Linked DNA regions of Xenopus tropicalis: region 1 is linked to region 2. The links are chromatin contacts, called in public Hi-C maps. All regions are on one chromosome and are shown on one strand. The core of a region is the stretch at or near the end of the contact, and the rest is flanking DNA. Distances in the headings are between cores, read along the strand shown. Region 1 overlaps vps13b (vacuolar protein sorting-associated protein 13B). Region 2 overlaps vps13b (vacuolar protein sorting-associated protein 13B).

What was found. Hi-C and Micro-C count contacts between places; a contact is called where the count stands out from the background.
Region 1: a contact with region 2 is called in a Hi-C map of neurula embryo, with 1.6 times the contacts expected there. The contact joins two enhancer-like sites. A contact is called at or near these places in 2 of 5 Hi-C or Micro-C datasets (gastrula embryo and neurula embryo).

The regions. Positions count from the first base shown.
Region 1 is chr6:128,800,500-128,803,199 of UCB_Xtro_10.0, reverse strand. The region is part of intron 16 of vps13b (vacuolar protein sorting-associated protein 13B); the gene reads left to right. Among named protein-coding and RNA genes, the nearest start is that of vps13b, 80 kb to the left of the region's middle. Within about 2 kb of position 1,374, at least 1 of the 11 cell types and tissues checked has an H3K27ac peak or open chromatin away from gene starts, as enhancers often do. A contact at or near this core is called in neurula embryo, where this site is marked.
Region 2 is chr6:128,719,419-128,722,118 of UCB_Xtro_10.0, reverse strand. The region is part of intron 19 of vps13b (vacuolar protein sorting-associated protein 13B); the gene reads left to right. Among named protein-coding and RNA genes, the nearest start is that of vps13b, 160 kb to the left of the region's middle. Within about 2 kb of position 1,353, at least 2 of the 11 cell types and tissues checked have an H3K27ac peak or open chromatin away from gene starts, as enhancers often do. A contact at or near this core is called in neurula embryo, where this site is marked.

The sequences.
Region 1 (2,700 bases), core at 125-2,624, 81 kb before region 2:
GACCTGTTTTCCAGAATTCTTGGGACCTGGAATTTTCCTGATAAGGGGTGTTTCCATAATTCGGATGTCCAACTTTTTGTTTTACTTGTGAGCCACATGCAGATATAAAAAGTGTTGGTGAGCCACACAAGCATAAATAAAGTTCTTTGGGGATGCCAAATAAGGGCTGTGATTGGCTGTTTGATAGCCTGATGTGGGCAGTTCTTGGAGTATAACCATGTGTTTGTGCTTCCAAAACTTGCCTCCAAGCCAGGAAATTAAAAATGGGCACCTACTTTGGGGCCACTGGGAGCAACCATAGAGGGGTGGTGAGCAACATGTTGCTCATACGCCACTAGTTGTGGATCACTACCTTAAGTCTTAAAAAAAAAATAATAATTTAAACTTTAATTAAACCCAATCAGGGTCAGACAAGGCTGGCGGGACAATGGGAAAAACCCGATGGGCTCTGCCGACCCAAACACAATCCCCGCCTGCCCTTCCCTGTTGCTCCCCTGCAACAGTGGCAAAGTAAGTATATGGTTTGTGTGCACGTGGGGGAGAGGGGGTTGGGGCTCCTGGGGTAGCAGCGCAAGTGGGCCTTACCCCAGTCTGACCCTAAACCCAATAGTATTGTTTTGCCTCCAGTAAAGATGGTTTTTTTATTAGTTAAGATCAAGTACAAGGCACTGATTTTTGTTAAAGGGAAAAAAGGAAGCATTTTTAAAATTTAAAGTTATTTGATCATAATGGAAACTATGAGAGATAATTTTTGGAGCTTTTTGGATAATGGGTTTCCAGATGATTTGTCGCCCGCGACAAATCTCCCTTGTCGCGGGCGACTAATCTCCCCAAAATGCCATTGACGAAAATGTAAATCGCCGGTGGGATGGCATACGCGGCGCCACGATTTCCCCGAAATCGCGGACTTTCCTCTCAAGGCAACTTCCGGGGAGATTGTCGCAGGCGACTTGTCTCCTCGTCTGCCAAAGCCCTAAAAGAGTAGCTTATAAATCTAATGATAACATTTGTTTTTTCCCCTGTACTATAAATGTTTTGCTGAGAGGGAGAAGGACACAGCACATTCTGTGTGTAAATGACCTGCTTTTTGACAGCAGACAGGGTAAAAAAAAGCTAATGTACTTGTTTGTTTTGTTATGGAGATGTTAAATGTTGCAGAGAAGGTGTCCCATTGCTGTTTGCTTTCACTAGATTGCAATTCCAGGCTGAAAGTCTCACGTGCTTGCTAAGCTTATCTACTGTCACTTCCTTGTTTGCTTTAAGGGTCACACTGTACAAAAGCTTTCATTAAATCTTATCTCCCAGGATGGATGATGCCCACTCCTTTGCATGCATATTAGCATCCTTGACACTGAAGAGATAAGTTAGTTGTAATTGCCTCAGCCCAGCTCACTATGTGGCGTAGCCTTCCTCCCCAGGCATGCAAGGGTCCGGCCTTTTCTCACTAGCACCTGATTTCTTTTGCAATCCTTAGAAAGAGATCAAAGCAAAAGATCAAGCGGGGTGTGCAGTATTAGAGCAAGTATGTAAAGCGGGCAGATTAGGTTCAGCCAATTGGTCATTATCTGCTGTCAGCTTCTGCTTATCCCTATATCTATGTTTGGAGTGTTCCAGGAGCTCTCTGCTACCAACAGAATGCTTACATATGCTTTGCCCAACCTCTTACATTGTCATAGAGGTCGTATTTATATCACTATGCTCACTGAATAAAATGTCAGTGATGTGCTAGGATCAAATAAAAATGATAAAACAATATACAGGGTGGGCCATTTATATGGATACACCTTAATATGGTGGGAATGGATGGCCCACCCTGTATAATTTAATCAACACACTAAAGTTTTGTCTGGGGCTAGCATGATTGGCCATACCTGCCCAGATAGTCAAGCAATATGGTTGTCAAACTGCCCGACCAGATCTGAGCATGTATTTGCAACCACTCTTTGTTAGCCTTGCCATTCCTCAGGTCTCAACACTGGTTTCCAATAGCTTTTAGAATACAATTCAAACAAATTACCCTGACCAACTCTTCCCTACCAAGTACCTACCAAACTGCATTATGAACTTCTGCTTCTAACTTTATACTCATTACCTCTTTACATACATGCATTTAAGAATCCTGTAGAGCTCCTTCTCTGGTAATCCCTCCCATATTTCATCAGACTTTAAATAATTTTTTTTTCTATCTTATTTCCATCCACCCTAGTTGTCCTTCATTATATACTGTATTGTCACGGCCACTTGCAAGTGCAATGCCACATCCATTACTTTGATCACTTTTGATTTTGCCAATCCCTGCAACATGTCTTATACCCCCTTCTTTGTTTTAGATTTTTGGCTCTTTTGAGTAGGTCCACCTTAACTCTGTATCAGTCAATATTTGTATGAAATCTGTATGTTTGATATGTATTCCCATCTATTTACAGCCCTGAAGAATGTATGTGTATTATAAATAAATGTTAAAGGGGGTGGCTCACTTTTAGTATGTTAAATAATGGCCTATTCCTAGCAAGTTTTAATTGGTCTTTCTTTATTTTTATATAAATATTTTTGTAATTATTTCCCTCTTCTGACTCTTTCCAGCTTTTAGATAGGGTTGATCCAACAGCCAAAAAAACATTGCTCTACAATTTTATTTTTATTGTTGTCTTTTATCACTTATCTTTCTTTTTAGGCCCTCCTCTACTCATATTCCTCTTG
Region 2 (2,700 bases), core at 104-2,603:
AAGAGAGAAAAGATACAAATTGCAATACATAAATGTGTATACACTTGGCATGCTTTATGCACAATTTAATGAATGAAAGGAATACAGGTATGAGATCCGTTATCTGGAAACCCATTATCCAGAAAGCTCCAAATTACGGAAAGCCTATCTCCCATAGATTCAATTTTAATCAAATAATTCAGATTTTTAAAACTGATTTCCTTTTTCTCTGAAATAATAAAACAGTACCTTGTATTTGACCCCCAACTAAGATATAATTAATGCTTATTGGATGCAAAACAATCCTGTTGGGTTTAATTAATATTTTATTGATTTTTTAGTAGACTTAAGGTATGGAGATCCAAATTACAGAAAGACCATTTATTCAGGAGAAACCCTTGGTCCCGAGCATTCTGGATAATGGGTCCTATACCTGTATTTAATTCCTCCTTAGACACTTTTAGTTTGATACAAATTGAATAGGAGACACCAACTAGTTTCAGCATTTGCTCACTACAGGTTAATGTGCCATAAAACATTTATTCTGTAAGCGACTTTGTGGTCATTGCCATTAAAAATATTTATTTGCAAGTACATGGTGCTCTTCTGCTGTATTTTTCTATAAATGTTCAGGGAAAGTGATTGGCATAGGATGAGGAGCCTTTTTGCATTTAGTTGCATTTAGAGTGAGAGCTTCCATTTGGTTCCTGATCATGGCAACACATTTAGTGGCAGATTTATTATGTTGTGGTGTGAAAAAACGGTGTGAAAATTCAGCAAACATTGCCAGGTAAGTAAGTTTACTTACACCGTAACTTACTTACACAAAGTCTGAAGCAGTGTAAAATAATGGTGTCAGTTCTGGCGTTTGGATGACATAAAATAAAATGCACATTGATACATTTATTTTACACATCTTTTTACACCATTTTTTGTCAAATTTAATTTTATACAGCATAATAAATAGGCCCCTTTATCTCATCCCTAGCCATCATTAATTTGTAGCATGCTTACTGGGCTGAAGCAAACAATATTTGTTTTAGTATCTCTTTATACACTGCAAGATAGTAGAATGATTATGCTCAGACCAGTATAATGTCCTTTCAGTTATTAGTGGGTTTCATGACCACTGAAGTTAGCTGTTTAATAAGGGGAATCATGTCATAAGATTTGCCCCTTTTTGGGGTTCCCTGCTTTGCTTCTGTTATTGTAGGGTAAATACATTTTGTTCAGGCATACAGCTTACCTTTGAGGATTATATACTACTCCTTAGCTTCCAGATTCTGCAGCTCTTCCCCATAAATCTGACCCTGGCAGTGGAATGTTAACGAAGAACAGCAATAAAAAAGGAGTGAGGCTGTGAGATGGAGGGGCGGCCTGGCTCATCATACTTACATGTGCTGACAGTAGCTCTACCAAGAGATACAAACTGTAGGGAGTCTGTAAAACTCAGCAGTTGTCTGTGTACTGTTGCTTTAACCTGGGTTTGGAAGTGTTAGGAAATGCAAGTGTTTGAATAAAGAAGTAAACAGGACACTTGGGGGGGTATGTAAATATTTTTTAAAATGTTTGCCACCAGAATTCTCCTAACTGCTGCGTAAAATTAATTGCTTTACTTATCCATGGGGTACTTGGCTCCAGAATAAGGGAATGCTGCCACCTACGGCTGCAACTAAGCTTTTCACATATTAGATTTTTGTAAATCCAAAACCCGCTGACCATTTATTTGAATTCCTCATTCAGATGATGACTTGATTGATGGCAATATGTGCTTTTAGGAGCAGCAACGGACGGTTAGGCTCTGCAGAAATACCTGTTCAGTCAGTTTCACCATACTGTTTGTTTAATAAGTAGTATATATTCGGGGAATTCAGACAACTGTGTATAAATTTATGTGTATAAAAATAATGAAACTATTTTAAATTAAAATCAATTTCTGGTTGATTTTTTGGCCCTCTGGGTGAATAATCGGCTCACGTTGGTGGGATAAAGGCCATCGGAACGAGAACCACATTAATGCGCCAATCTGTTCTTTGCCCTGACAGGATTTTTAAACCTGCCTGAATGACATCTGCCCGATTTTCGGCAAGATATCAGTTGGGCTGGCCTATCTGAAGGGTGATAAACTGCCAACTCAGGCTGTCAGAAGGTTTTATTGGCCCATGTATGGCCACCTTTAGTTAGGATCAATATAAGGTACTGTTTTATTATTACAGAGAAAAAAAAATCATTTTTATCAACTAGAATTATTTGCTTAAAATTGAGTCTATGGGAGATGACTGTCCACTACTATCCAGAGATTTTTGGATAGCGGGTTTCCGGGCAAGGGTATGAGGTTTGCTTTATTGCTTTTTCACTTACCAATCAGGCAGTTTCACTTAATATATAGGATCCCTTATCCGGAAACCCGTTATCCAGAAAGCTCCACATTACGGAAAGCCCGTCTCCCATAGACTCCATTTCAATCAAATAATTCAGAATTTTAATACTGATTTCCTTTTTCTCTGTAATAATAAAACAACACCTTGTAATTGGTCCCAACTAAGATATAATTACCCCTTATTGGGGGCAGAACAGCCCTATTGGGTTTATTTAATGGTTAAATGATTCCCTTTTCTCTGTAATAATAAAACAGTACCTGTACTTGATCCCAACTAAGATATAATTACCCCTTATTGGGGGCAGAACAGCCCTATTGGATTTATTTAATGGTTAAATGAT